2 separate regions of the Mus musculus genome follow, and region 1 is linked to region 2. A link is a contact called in public HiChIP or PLAC-seq data. All regions are on one chromosome and are shown on one strand. Each heading gives the region's core, a stretch centred on a gene start, on an enhancer-like site or on the middle of the called end of the contact. The rest is flanking DNA. Distances are from core to core; before and after follow the strand shown. Region 1 has its middle 21 kb from the start of Gm39162. Region 2 holds the start of Eri1 (exoribonuclease 1).

What was found. HiChIP or PLAC-seq counts read pairs in DNA pulled down with a chosen protein or histone mark.
Region 1: a contact with region 2 is called in an H3K4me3 HiChIP or PLAC-seq map of bone marrow-derived macrophages, with 2.9 times the contacts expected there. The contact joins the enhancer-like site here to the promoter of Eri1 in region 2. A contact is called at or near these places in 1 of 39 promoter capture datasets (macrophages), 1 of 15 datasets of contacts at CTCF or cohesin (CD8 T cells), 8 of 484 Hi-C or Micro-C datasets (adipose-derived mesenchymal stem cells, cumulus cells, granulocyte-monocyte progenitors and 3 more), 2 of 115 datasets of contacts at active chromatin or transcription factors (bone marrow-derived macrophages and embryonic stem cells) and 1 of 9 other capture datasets (bone marrow-derived macrophages).

The regions. Positions count from the first base shown.
Region 1 is chr8:35,552,914-35,559,422 of GRCm38.p6, forward strand. No RefSeq gene overlaps it. Among named protein-coding and RNA genes, the nearest start is that of Gm39162, 21 kb to the left of the region's middle. Within about 2 kb of position 3,353, at least 22 of the 459 cell types and tissues checked have an H3K27ac peak or open chromatin away from gene starts, as enhancers often do. A contact at or near this core is called in bone marrow-derived macrophages, where this site is marked.
Region 2 is chr8:35,491,535-35,498,055 of GRCm38.p6, forward strand. It overlaps Eri1 (exoribonuclease 1), which reads right to left and starts at 3,999. Exons shown (of 7, transcript NM_026067.3): 1 at 3,738-3,999. The coding sequence starts at 3,833. It overlaps Gm51568 (a long non-coding RNA gene), which reads left to right and starts at 3,992. Exons shown (of 2, transcript XR_003947532.1): 1 at 3,992-5,619; 2 at 5,798-6,521.

The sequences.
Region 1 (6,509 bases), core at 2,103-4,602, 61 kb after region 2:
CCAGAGACACTCCTGCTCGAGCAAGAACCAGCCGGAGCTCTCTCAGCTCTTCTGCAGTGTCCAAGAACCTGAGAACCTACCATCCTCAGCCTCAGAGCGGGCCTGGACCCCCAAGCCAATTCTGGCAGTTTCCCGGGGACCTCAGAATGCTCCTCCCCACCCCTGGAACGGGGTCATGCGGGGCTTCTCATTGCCCGATACCAGTCTGGCTATGGGGTGGGGTGCACGCTGTCAAATTCCCTGCATCTGCCTCAGTGAGCAGCCCTAGCCCTGTGGTGGGCCACCATTTTAACCCACACTCTGGATTGTATTATTTTTGATTTTTATACTTTGGTCCCTTCTTCTCCAACATAATAGGCATAAGAACCAGCTGTGAATCTTGTTAAAAATGCAAGTTCTGGGTGTATGCCAGAGGCTAGTGATGGGGGTTGGAGACTTGCCTAACAGTTATCAATTTTCTGTTTCTATATGGTAAAAGGGGTCCTGGAAATGGGTTACACAGTGATGTGAATGCACTTGAAGCTACTTATCTGTATACTAAAAAATAATATCATGGTAAATTCTACATTGTATGCATTTTATTATCATCTTTTAAACTATGGATTCAATAGGTAAGGACACAGCCCAGGATTCTCCATTTCTTATAAATTGCCAAGTGATGCTAATACTATCATCCAGAGACTACATTGGAAACCAGGATGTCCTAGAAGCTTGCTTTAAGATCATTCTACTGCACCATTTACAGAATCCTAATCTAACATGGTGAGGCTTGGCACAGGTAGGGTTGGTACCCTAAATTCTCCCAGAGTAAAGTTTTCTATGAGCTTCAATTCCAAAGGTGAGATGGGTAGATTGATCATTTACAGAGGTGTACTACTGCTTCTGACATTTCACTTCTTGCCCAGAGTTCAAAGTTTTTGTATGCTTTGTGGCTCTGTAGAGCACGCCAGTGCTTCCCAGCTCAGCTCACTGGGAATAGGAAAGATCCTCTACTGTAAGAGGGAGTAGACTCAAGAATCCAATGAGGCAGGGTTCATATTGGCAGGCTGTGGGTTCATGCTTATCTTGGAGCAGCTGTGGTACTATATGCCTCGGTAGCTCGGGATTCTGCAGCTGACACATCTGGACTTATATTTCCCAAGCACCCTGTGTTTGACCAAACCATCCCTCACCACACTCAGGTCAAAACAGTAATCCACAGCAAATCTACACTTATGTATGCCAAGTCTCTGAGTTCAGAGTAGCCCAATGGCATATTAGACTTTAGCTCTCACATCTTGAATATTACTATTATTCTTGCTCTTTTATGGGTGAAAAACAAAACAAAACAAAACAAAACAAAACAAAACAAAACAAAACAGAAACTTAGCTGAATTGGGCAACAACCTGAAAGACATAGAACAGAGCCAGCATTTGAAACTTGCTTTGTCTCACAAAGCTGTCCAGGATCTCCTCACCATGGAGACGATGTTCCCATGGGCTAGGAACCAGGGCCAACAGTGGACTGATGTCCAAGAGCCCAGATTAGCATTTCAACTGTGTCAGTGATTCCTGGAAGGACTCCTTCATTCAAAGCACGATTCTTCAGTGCCCACTGTTCCAGGCAAGTCATTCTGCAGAGGGATTCACACTTAGAATAACGTGTGCTAAGGAGTAAATCAGTCCTAGACTTTCTAAGAAGGAATAAAATACATTTAAGAACAATTTGTTCATTTAAATGAGTTCATGGTTGCTAGAAGTATAGGAGATGACCAGGGAGATGGCTTGATAATTAAGGGCTCTTCTCTCCAAGCCTGAACATCTGAGTTCAGTTTCCAGGTCTCATACAGTGGAAGGAGAGAAATGAGTCTCACAAGCTGTCCTCTGTATTCTATACTTGTAAGCACCCGGTCCCTCATATAAAACAAATCAATGAAATTAAAAAAAAAACATCTTGAGAAGAAAGCATAAGAAAAATTCATGGGTTGTGTCAGGAGTGGGATTATTGATGGGCTTTTCTTTAGAATCTTTTAGATCCTTGGAAAGGAAAGGGGTCTGAAACCATCTGGTCTCTTTTTGATTTGTTTCTAGACTTCATCCTTGGGTCCTAACCTCCAAAAGACCTTCAGAAAACAGGTATTTGTATTGTGATTCATAAAAACAACAGTTACGAAGTAGCAACAAAATAATTTTATGGTGGGTGGTCATCACAAAATGAGGAAGTGTATTAAAGGGTTGCAGCGTTACATAGCTTGGGAACTATTGCACTATATGCACTTCTATCAAGCAAATATAAGTACAAACATGGTTGAATATAACCCTACAACTGTTTTGTATATTCTTTTATTATTTGTCTTCCTCACATACTTGTATTAGAGAGTAGTTGGTGATATGATTATTAGCACACACACACATATTCAATGTGTGTTAAAACACTTATTTACTAAATTCTGGCTGGATGCTTAAAGTATAAAAATCAATATAAAATGTTGGGCTTCAAAGCACACAGCTCTTATGGGTTTATAACGGTCTGGTGCTAAAATGGCCCAGAGAAGATGTTTTAGCTAAAACTTCAAAGGTGACATTTGTAAGTATTTACTAGACTAAGTTCTGAGTACAGGCCAAAAGCTCAGTGGTTTTCCATGGAGCAAAGTGCTAGGAAGAGAGACAGAGGTAAAGAGAGGAAGGCATTAGGTTTCAGAGATGGGGTGATCAGAGGCCACATAGCCAGCCAGGCATCATCAGTTCAGAACTGGAGCTCTGAGGGCTGGAGGAAGAGGAGGCAGTGGATGGTCAGGATAATCCAGGGACTCTGGGTTTGATGACAGTTCATCATTCACTGTCTTTGTATATGACCTCTAGTCTGGGGTCTTAGATTCAGCATCCATACCAGAGCATTAGAGAAGAAATATAAAACTCCAGAATTGAATCTGAGGAATAGTAATTAAGAGGTATAAACATCATAATTGATTCATATAGTTACATTTTGCAGAGCTGGGGATGGAATACCAGGCTTTCTATTTGCTGGGCAAGACCTCTACCACTGAGTTACAACCTTGCGCTATAGTTTATTTATTTATTTTTTAAGTATTAGTGTCTCTGAAGTGAATGAAGCTTGGATACAATGTTAGTGTGTGTATGGGCGTGGATGGGGTGGGGGATCATTGCTTATTTGTTGTTCGGTTTGTTTGCTCCAACTGAAATAATTATATGGCCATTTCTGAAAGTGCTTGATAATGACAGTCAGGGGTTAATTCAACAGTTCCTGCCGTAGTATCCTCATCTCTTTCTGAGCACTAACTCATTATACTGCCCTCTCTGCTTCCTCTCAGAGCTGCCAAGAGTGCTGTCTCAGCATTCAGAGGCTCCTCCGGCTTCCTGGCAGTCTCCCTGGACCACGAGGTCAGGGTGGCCTGGTTCCTGTTCGCCCACACTAAAGGAACACTGTGGGATTACCAACCTTTTTTTTTTAAACTGTTGATGTGTAAAGAGTGGAGCCCTCTCTTCTTCCACCCAAAGGTCACCAACTCCTTGCCTGCATCATACACAGCTGTGTTATGATAGCACAACATAATGACAGGACTTGGACACTCTTTGCCCTGAGATGCTCTTTGCTCTAAGAAGGTTACTCATCATATGTAAGTGTTATCAGTCATTTACCCTCCGATGATTTACCTGGAAGAGACGAGCCTTTGTTCCCCATGGAGTCAGAATTTGATTTAGAAAAGACTGTGGACTCCACTTTTGTAGGAGATGAAACTAAGGCAAGAGTGAGTTAAGTAAATTGGATTTGGTCTAGTCATGCACTTGGTCAGTAGCAATGTTGAACTGGTAAATCCAATCTTAATCTGTGGCCAGGGTTCTTCTATTGTATATGCTTCCTGTCGTTGAAAATTATCTTAATTTGGTTTTATATATGCTGACTGGCTAACACTACTATGATTAAAATTAGTTTCTTAATTAGTCCGAATTGTGGTATATCATAATTAACTGGTTGTTTGGATATGTTAAGAAGGCATTCATCATTTAAACAAGAATGTCACAACTCTAGTTAGACCCATTTATTTGTACATCCAGGAATTCATCCAGAGGAAGCATTTCAAAAGGAAAAAAAATGCTAGTCATGCAGAGATGTTTATAAATAGCTATATTGAGATAGCAGAAAACAAGAATGAGGAACAATTTGGCAATGATTAAGCTGGTCTCAATTCCATTAGAGTAATACATGGTCACTACAAAAGATACATAAGGAGAAATTCAAGAAGCAAGCAAGTAAATGGTATGCTTCATAATTACATACTATAGAGCCTGGAGATTGTTTTTATATTACATTATCTAACTTGTTTTCACAATAGCTCTGTGCAATTAAAGCACCTATCTCCATTTACTGTGTCTCATGTCACTCATGAAATATTCAGCGCATTGACCACAGTGACTTAAAACCATAGGCAAAGTAATCAAGATTAGAAATGCTGTAAGTTGCAAATAGTCGCTGCATTAAAACAAATGTCTAGCTGTATGCATACATGTACATATGCTTCTTGCAGAACTCCTGCAAACCCTGACTACTTCCAAGATTAGTTAGCTTAATCATAGCATCTATGTCCTTCAACTTCTTATTAAGTATCATAATCTTGGGTTTCTCTATGAGTTCACATTGTTTTGTGTAACTTTACAGGAGTCATATTAGGATCTACACTTCTCTGTAGAGAAGAGGATTACTAGGGATGGCCAAACAAGTGATTTTGACATCTGGTCTACCTACCATGCTAACAATTCCAATAATGTCTTCAACCCAACAGATCTCATCCTCACTCTATCTTGGGTGGCATTCATTTGTATAGCCACTAAAGAGTGATTTTTCCTCTCTGAAAAATCAAGGATATGAGTCTCTGGTGGGACATTTGAGGAAGATTTCAGGATGGTTCCCTGTATTAGTCTGAGTGACCTGATAGGCAAGTAGATGTAATAAGACTTTGAACTTGTAATAATTATAATGTAACAAATCAGTTATCCTCACTATTTTGCTGTTTCCTTTTGTTCTATTTGAATCGCAATGTCTTTTCTAGGACAAAAGCTTTCTGCTGTAGGAATGCTGATTCTAATTTGAATAACTCTAATGTTGGAACCACAGGAGCATAAAGCGCATCATGTGTCTCCTTGTCAACACCGGTGTTCAATGTCCTTCCTCCTCTCATGCAGCACAAACAGCTCCTGGTCAGAGCTGGTCTTTAGAGGATTGCCTCTTGTCTGCGCATATGAACAGAGAGACTGACAGCTGGAAAAAATATTCAGATATGACTGGATACCCGAAGGCACAGTGTGTGTGTGTGTGTGTGTGTGTGTGTGTGTGTGTTTATTCATCTGCTTGTCTGTGTTTGTCTTAGCCAGCCAAGTATGATGATGCACACTTATAGTCTCAGCACTTGGAAAGCTGAGCAGAAGGATTGCCCCCCCCAACACCCCACACACCAGACTAGCCCAGCTCTTATAGATAGAGAAAACTTTCAACAGTTTAACCCAGTTCTAATCAGCTATCTCTGCTCCAGCCCTTTCATTCCCTTCCCATGACCTCCTTCTCTTTCTTTGAAGCATTTTGGCATTGACCCCACAAAACTGCCCATGCCACTTCATGGAAACTGGCCTTCCAGCAGCTTCTTTTGAGACTTCAGTGTAAGCAGGCCAGGGCTCAGGATACCATTGTTCAGCTTTCTTTGCTCTCTTGTCTCAATGTGAGTTGCTCTTGCAGTCTCTCACTGCTGGCTTTTTCATGCACTCATTCTGAAGAAAGCATTAATCAAAGAATTGATAAGTATTCCCACATCCCATCCTCAAGTGGACCAACTCACTCCTTACCTCCTGAGATTTCCTCAGAGATTCAACTCTAGCTGGCTGTAAGGAAAGCTTGCTTGACAATCCCTCTTTCCTTGGATTCCCTGTTTTCTTTCTCTTTCTCATTTTCCTACTATGTCTTATTGGGAATGGCTCCAGAATAAACAGTTTATATTCAAATCACCATTTTAAGACAGGATTTTAAAGGGCTCTAAAAGAAAGCACTGAATTCCTCTCCTCCAAGCAAGTCCTTCTTGAGGCTTGTGAAACAGGGCCACTGGCTGAACACGACCAGAAGGCAGGGAAGTTGGTTGATAAGGCAGCATAGTAAACCTGAGGCCTGACCTGCAGGAAAGTGCTCCAATGAGCACAAACTGTGGAAGTAGACATCTGGTCTACTACACTGCTGGGATTAAAATGCTGAAAGGCCTTGCAACATGTCCCAGAGGGTATTTTGGACCTCCACGAATTTCTTGATTTTTAAAAAATAATTTATATACTTAATTTGCAACCAGAAAAAGTTAAACATATATGAAAAGAAGGAATTGCACTTTTAAAAAAGTTTCAATATTTACTGGAAATTTTTTTCAGGAAGTATATTCTGATCACAATTTTCCCTCCTCAGACTCTTACCAGAACCTGCCTACCTCTCCACCTGCATAACTACACATCCTTTCTCTCTCTTTAAGAAATCAAAC
Region 2 (6,521 bases), core at 2,749-5,248:
TCTATTCTGAGTCATGAGGTTCCTCAGAGGCAATGAAGCTGAGTAAAAAGAGGACAGATATTAGCGTCGGAACCTTCGGGGCCTCAGCTGCTCATTTACTACAGCAGAGCCTTGGGCAATGCCCAGCCACTGCTCTGCAGTCTCCTCACCTACACACGTGTAATTGCCCCACATGTGTTTGGTAATGGTGAGCAGTAGTTAGTTAGCATTTATCCTAAGCATGAGACTGGTATACAGCAGGCTAACTACTAATAAACAGTGATTTTACTCATCATCACCAGACTATAAACACACCCTTTCACAAATAATATCCTAAACTCAGAAAAAGGGTGAGTAAGTGACTTCTACATCATTGTGCATGCATCAATCAGTGGCTTCCCGAGAACGTCTTAACCTAGTTTTATTTCACAAAGTTAACAGAACCTGTCCCAAGTAAAAGAAAGCAGATGTCAGTCTGGAACTTAAACTTCCTAGCACTTAAAACAAACAAATGCATTCTGTTTTAAAGTTCACAATTTAAGTCACTCATTATATCATTTATTCAAATTTACAGTGTTCCTTTTCTGTCACGTGACTCCATTCTATATTCCTCATAGGTAGACCTAAACCACAAATACAGTAATTTCTAAGGAATTTCTAAAGTTAACTAAATGTCTATATGCAATGTTACAAATACTAGTGATGTCTTCAGAACTGTCAAAAGTTTATTTACTGGCCAGAGAGATGGCTCAGTGGTTAAGAACACTGTCATTTTTCCAGAGGTCCTGAGTTCAACTCTCAGCAAACATATGATGTCTCCCAAGCATTACATGCCTGCTTCTGGCACGCAGGTATACATGCAGATAGAGTACTCATATGCATATTTAAAGAAGTGTGTACCACTATACTCAACTTGAAAAAGTTTATTTACTACTAATTTATAATGCGTATTTACTGGGTCATAATTTACTACATATCCCCAAGTAAACCTTACTAATTACAGAACAAGGAGGAGCCCACCCAGAGAAGCTGCAGTCCCTAGCCTAAGACTGACATCAAAGGATCAAGGATTACCTCCCGCTCTTAGCTTCCAACTGCAGCAAACTGACTAGCAGTGAACTGCTAGATGCTGTGCCAGAGAACTCGGAATTCTCACTGCTATTCTCTTTGAGAAAGGGACCAATAGTTTCACTGCATGAGTCGTTCATGAGGGGGAATAAGCTTGTCAAAAATACACATTAACTAAGCCAAGAAACTAGCTTTAGGCATATTTAAATTTCTCCTTGGACATGATCAGGATAACTTATATTTAAAGTTACAATGAATTTTAAGCTCTGTCGTTATTCGGGATACAAAACTGTCAACATTAACAGTTTAACCAAAATCAATGTCTTAGTTAACTTATACCAATTCTCTTTGAATAAATCCATTCTGATACACTTGAATTCTTATTTAAAATCTATAGCTTTGAAAATTTACCACACAAGCATACCTATTCTAGATAAATAAATGACCATTTCTATAAATATTTACTTCCGATGCCAAGGCTCAACTCCAGCCTTGATTTCTTGATATTGTGAAAACTGTTACCTCCCAAATTTCAAGTACACGACAAGTTTTCAAAAAAAAAAAAAAGTTTAAATAACCCAACAAAGGAACAGAAGGAAATTTACAACCCCACATGCACAACTATCTGCAAACATACACTTATTTTCTAAATTAATGCCCAAGATTAACACTAGCATCCACTATCTCTAGATTCACCTCTCACACCTCACATATAGGACTGGCTACAACATGGAAACACATAATCATTTTCATAGAGCCTTGACATTCTATAATCTGCATGTACCCAAATGAATATACACATGGTTTCCATTATAACAAACAAGACATCCCTTTACTCTTTACATTTCGGGAAAGGATCACGAACTTCATTAATTTGTCCTGAGTTCTATTTCCAGCAATCACATGATGTCTCACAAGCATCTATCTGATGCCTCTTCTGGCATGCAGGTGTACATGCAGATAGTACTCATACACATATTTTAAAAAGTGTGTTTGAAAAAGGGCCTTAGGGTGTGGAACTTAAGGATGGGTTTGCACACTTTCCTAAACCAAATATGAGTATCTCAAAATATTGCTGCTCTTTTTCTACTTCGAAGGTAGCTCTATCTTCATCTTTGAAACCCTTTGTAAAATGAACACAATCTGTTTGTTTCAAAGTGTCAGTTTTATAAAGTAACTAGGAAGCAACCACTTCTCAACACCCTGTTCTCACAATCTTGTAGTCAAAAACCATACGCTATTTACAAAAAAAAAAAAAGCTTTTGCACACTGAAACAAAAATGTCCAAACATTAAAACGCCATTCTTTCCTTCTACCAGTTTACACCAGCCACCAAAACTGGAGCTGGTGGAAATTTTACTAGCTAAATCTCAAAAACAACAACAACAAAAAACTTGAACAAAGTAGTTTCAAAAAAAAAAAAAAAATCCATCTGAACACAGATCCAGGCCTTCAAAGCATTCTATCTCAAAGTTTCAGGACTCTGAAAGACAATGAAGTATATTCAACTTCTCTTAGAAAACGCTCTGCAAATTAAAATTAGCTTTCGAACCGACTTAGATGATATTGTCAACAACGTATGTTAAAATGAAAGGGGCATCTTTCCAGAGAGGGCAGATGGAAGCGTCTTCAGCCTTCCAAAGTACCTACCAACAAAGGGAATAATCTGGAAAGATCCAGAGAAGCATGCTCCGGACAAGAGGAGCACAAGATCCTTACGTTACAAAACACTCCACGATAAAAGAACACAAGGAAGCCAGAGTGGACGAAGATGTGTATATGAACTGAGCAGAGGGGCAAACTGAAGAAGGCACGGAATGCGCAGCGCAACCTCGGCACAGACTGTCAAAAGGAAACTCTAGAGGCCTGATAGACAGCTTAACCATGAAGAACAAACTCTGCTCTTCCCCAAGACCCATACCTCCTTTCCTGGTCTTCAGAGGCACCTGCGCACACACACACATTTTAAAAAATAATATTTAAAAGGCTATTCTGGCTACTACACGAAGGTGTAAATGGAAAGAATAAAGGCATTGGGACGCCTCTATGGAATACCCACCTTCTGACATTTTGGTTTTTGAGCCTAGCCTTTCACACCCAAGCCATCTATCTCTCTACCCTGCCAATGAATGAATAACCTGGGTGTCAGTACTCAACTCCTCTTACGAAAAAGCGACAGAATTTAGCATCTCGCTCACAACCCGCGGCGCTAGCCAACACTAATTCATCAAGATGAAAAACAGAAGTCCGGGGATCATCTCCTGATCTTGCCCATGCCGTGAGGAAGTAGCAAATCACTTAGAAAGCCGGTCGTGGCAGGGTTCTGGGCGAGACAGTAGGGGACGGGGAAAGACCGGGGGAGGGTCCTCTCGGGAACAGATGCACCTCGGGGTGCAGAGGGCAGTGGGCCGTCTGGGGCTGGGAAGACACGGGCTGTCCGAGCACCCCGAAAGGCTTGCCGCCGCATCTGGCGGGGAGGGTGGGCGCTGGAGAGAACCCAGCCAATCAGCGCCACGGGGCTGATGGAACGGCAGTGCGCCCGCGCGCGCCGAATGTTTACGCGGAATTCTCACTCGGAACTTCCCGCCTGACCTCCTCCCTCTCGAGGCCGACGATGCTCGCCCCGACTAGGACGGAGCAGGGGAGCGAGCGAGGCCGCCCCGCACGCGCGCGCGAGCTCCCGACCTCACCTCCACGCTCAGCGGCCGGGACTCCTCACACTCCGGCCGCGGCGTCTTCTGCTGCGCCGCGTCGCCGCCACGCTCCCGGCCCCGCTCGTCCTCCATGCCGCCTCTCGCGGGCCGCGAGACGGCCGCGGACGCTCACTGTCGGTCCACCGAGACCCGCGGGAAGCCGCCTCGCTCTCTCCCTTGAAAAACTACCGCGCTTCACGTTCCCGCGGCGGCCGCCACACAAACTCCGCCGGACGCCTCCTACTTCCGGGAGCGTGTGGCGTTGTCACGCCGCGCAGGCGCAGTGGGCGGGTCCCCTCCTTTTTCTCCCCGCGCGCGCGCGGTAGGACGGCGGCGGGAGAGAGCCCGGGAGGCGAGCGATTTGGGGAAGTGGGCGTGGGTAGCCCGCAGGTTCGAAAATGGTGCTGCGCCGGTTGCCTGGGATGCGCGCGTGAAGCTGCCCTAATTAGTGTTTGCTGCAAGTTCTAAGGTCTTTCCTCCCAGTAACTCAAAATCTATTTACTTTTTTTCCCCCACTGTAGCAGAAGCTGCTTTGACAACGACCAGTGTAGTCTATGTATGCCCTTCTGCAGATGCGTTCCTAGGGTCTAGATTCCACAACGCTGAAATCTACAGGATTGCATCCTTTCCAATGCTGTTTGGCATTTGGGGACGTTTTTAAAAATCATTTTCATTCGTCTCCACCCCCCCCCCTTGTGTTTATGGGTGTTTTACCTGCGAGCATGTCTGCACCGCGTGTGTGCAGTACCCCAGGGAGGCTGAAGAGAGCGTTGTCCCTGGGATTGGAGTTAGAACCCAACATGGGAGTTGCCATGTGGGTGTTTTTGAGAGGCGAAGGAAGAAACTACCATTCCAACTTAAGTGTCTGGGCAAGATGAACTTTACTCTTTATCAAGCGGGTATGCTCGAAGAGTGAATACATACAAGTCAGGAAGTGTGTTTGGTGATTATTTTAACTTAGGGTGTGGCCTGTGTGTGTCTCTTCCTCCTGATTTGAGGTCCCGTTGTTTCACAGCCTGATTTGATTGGCTAGTCTGAAAAGAATTGGTGCACAGGAAGTGGAGGATGGGGAAAGGGGCCATTGGAATAAAGGAGCAGTTCTTTGAGTAAACAGTAGTTTTTCTGGATCTGAAGGATCGAAACATTTTCATTAAAAGTCTCACAAGGTGGAGGAAGATAAAAAGATTTCAATTCTTTGTCTTAAACCCAAGTTTTATAGTATCCATAGAAAAGACTTGTGGTGGTTTAAATATGCTTGGCCCAGGGAGTGGCACTATTAGTAGATGTGGCCTTGTTGGAGGAAGTCTGTCACTGTGGGCATGAGCTTTAAGACCCTCATTCATGCTGGCTGCCTGAAAGTCAGTCTTCTCCTGTTTGCATTTGGAGCAAGATGTTGAACTCTCAGCTTCTCCTGTACCATGCCTGCCTGGATGGTGCCATGCTCCCACTTTGATGATAATGGACTGAACCTCTGAACCTATAAGCCAGCCCCAATTAAACGCTATCCTTCTAAGAGTTGCCTTGGTCATGGTTAAACACTTGTCATAAGACAAGACTCTTACTTGGTATTTCTCACACACTGGCGATTGAACCGGGGTCTCTAAAAAGGCAGCCAGTGCATCTAACCATAAAAAGAAGAAAAATCACTTTTCCAGTCTCAAATTCTGCTTGCTTATTTTTAAAAATATTTTATGCTATTCCATGTATATGAGTATTTTGTCTACATGTGCATCTATGTACACTTCATGTATGTGAAGCGCCAACAGAAGCCAAAAGGTGTGAGACTCCCTGGGATTGGATTCGGATGTCAGCTGCCATGTGGGTGCAGGGAACTGAAACCCAGCCCTCTGTAAGAGTTCTGTGAAAAACGTCAATGACAGTAAGTCTTTCTCCTTTCCTATCTACATTTTGACTTCTGAGAAGAACATTAGAAATAGATTATATTTACCAAATAATTGATATTTGGACTTTTATTAAACTTTCTAACATTATCAAATATGGAATTAGATATCCAATATATCATATAAGAAAAATAAACCTTTCCCTTTTACAATTAGTTTTGCAGGATACATTGAATTTGAGGTTCCCCTAGCACACCTTTAGTGAATGCCTTTAAGAAACAAACACATGAGAGTCACGGAGTTGAGAAGACCCACTCAAAATTTGGGTCATGCCCTCTAATGGCAGCCTACATGAAAGGACCTGGAAAATGGAAGATTGTGCCCTTTGCTTGCTTGCCTGTCTATCTGTCCTGTCTATCTGTCCTGCTGCTGAGGCACTGTTTTCCTAGATGGGACTCCAACAAGACTGAAGACCAGCTGACATCCTAGTAGACTGAACTGCTACAGGAATCCTGACCTTTCATCAGCCATTGTTGGACATTTCAGACCATATCTGTAAACCACTCTAATCAATTCGTGTGTGTTGGTGTAACTTAACATAGTCAGTTTAAAGATTGTAGGCAGCAGCATCCCATGAGTTGGAGTCCTGGGCTTCGTAAAGTGGAGAAAGCAAGTGGAACACCAGAATTCATCTCTTTGCTTCCTTACGCCCAGTTCTCCCACTGCCATAGCTAGAACCATCTAGTACCACATCACTGACTACAGTATGTTATACCTCAAAACTCTTCCAAAATAAGCTGTTTATAAGAAACATCAAGTTATTTGGAAAATTGTAGGGTTTCTCCTGTTGCAAATTGTACACATGCGCATTAAAGTGAGCAAAGGGGTTACATCTTTAAATATCAACACAGAGAGGGCAGAGACAGGCAGATCCCTGTGA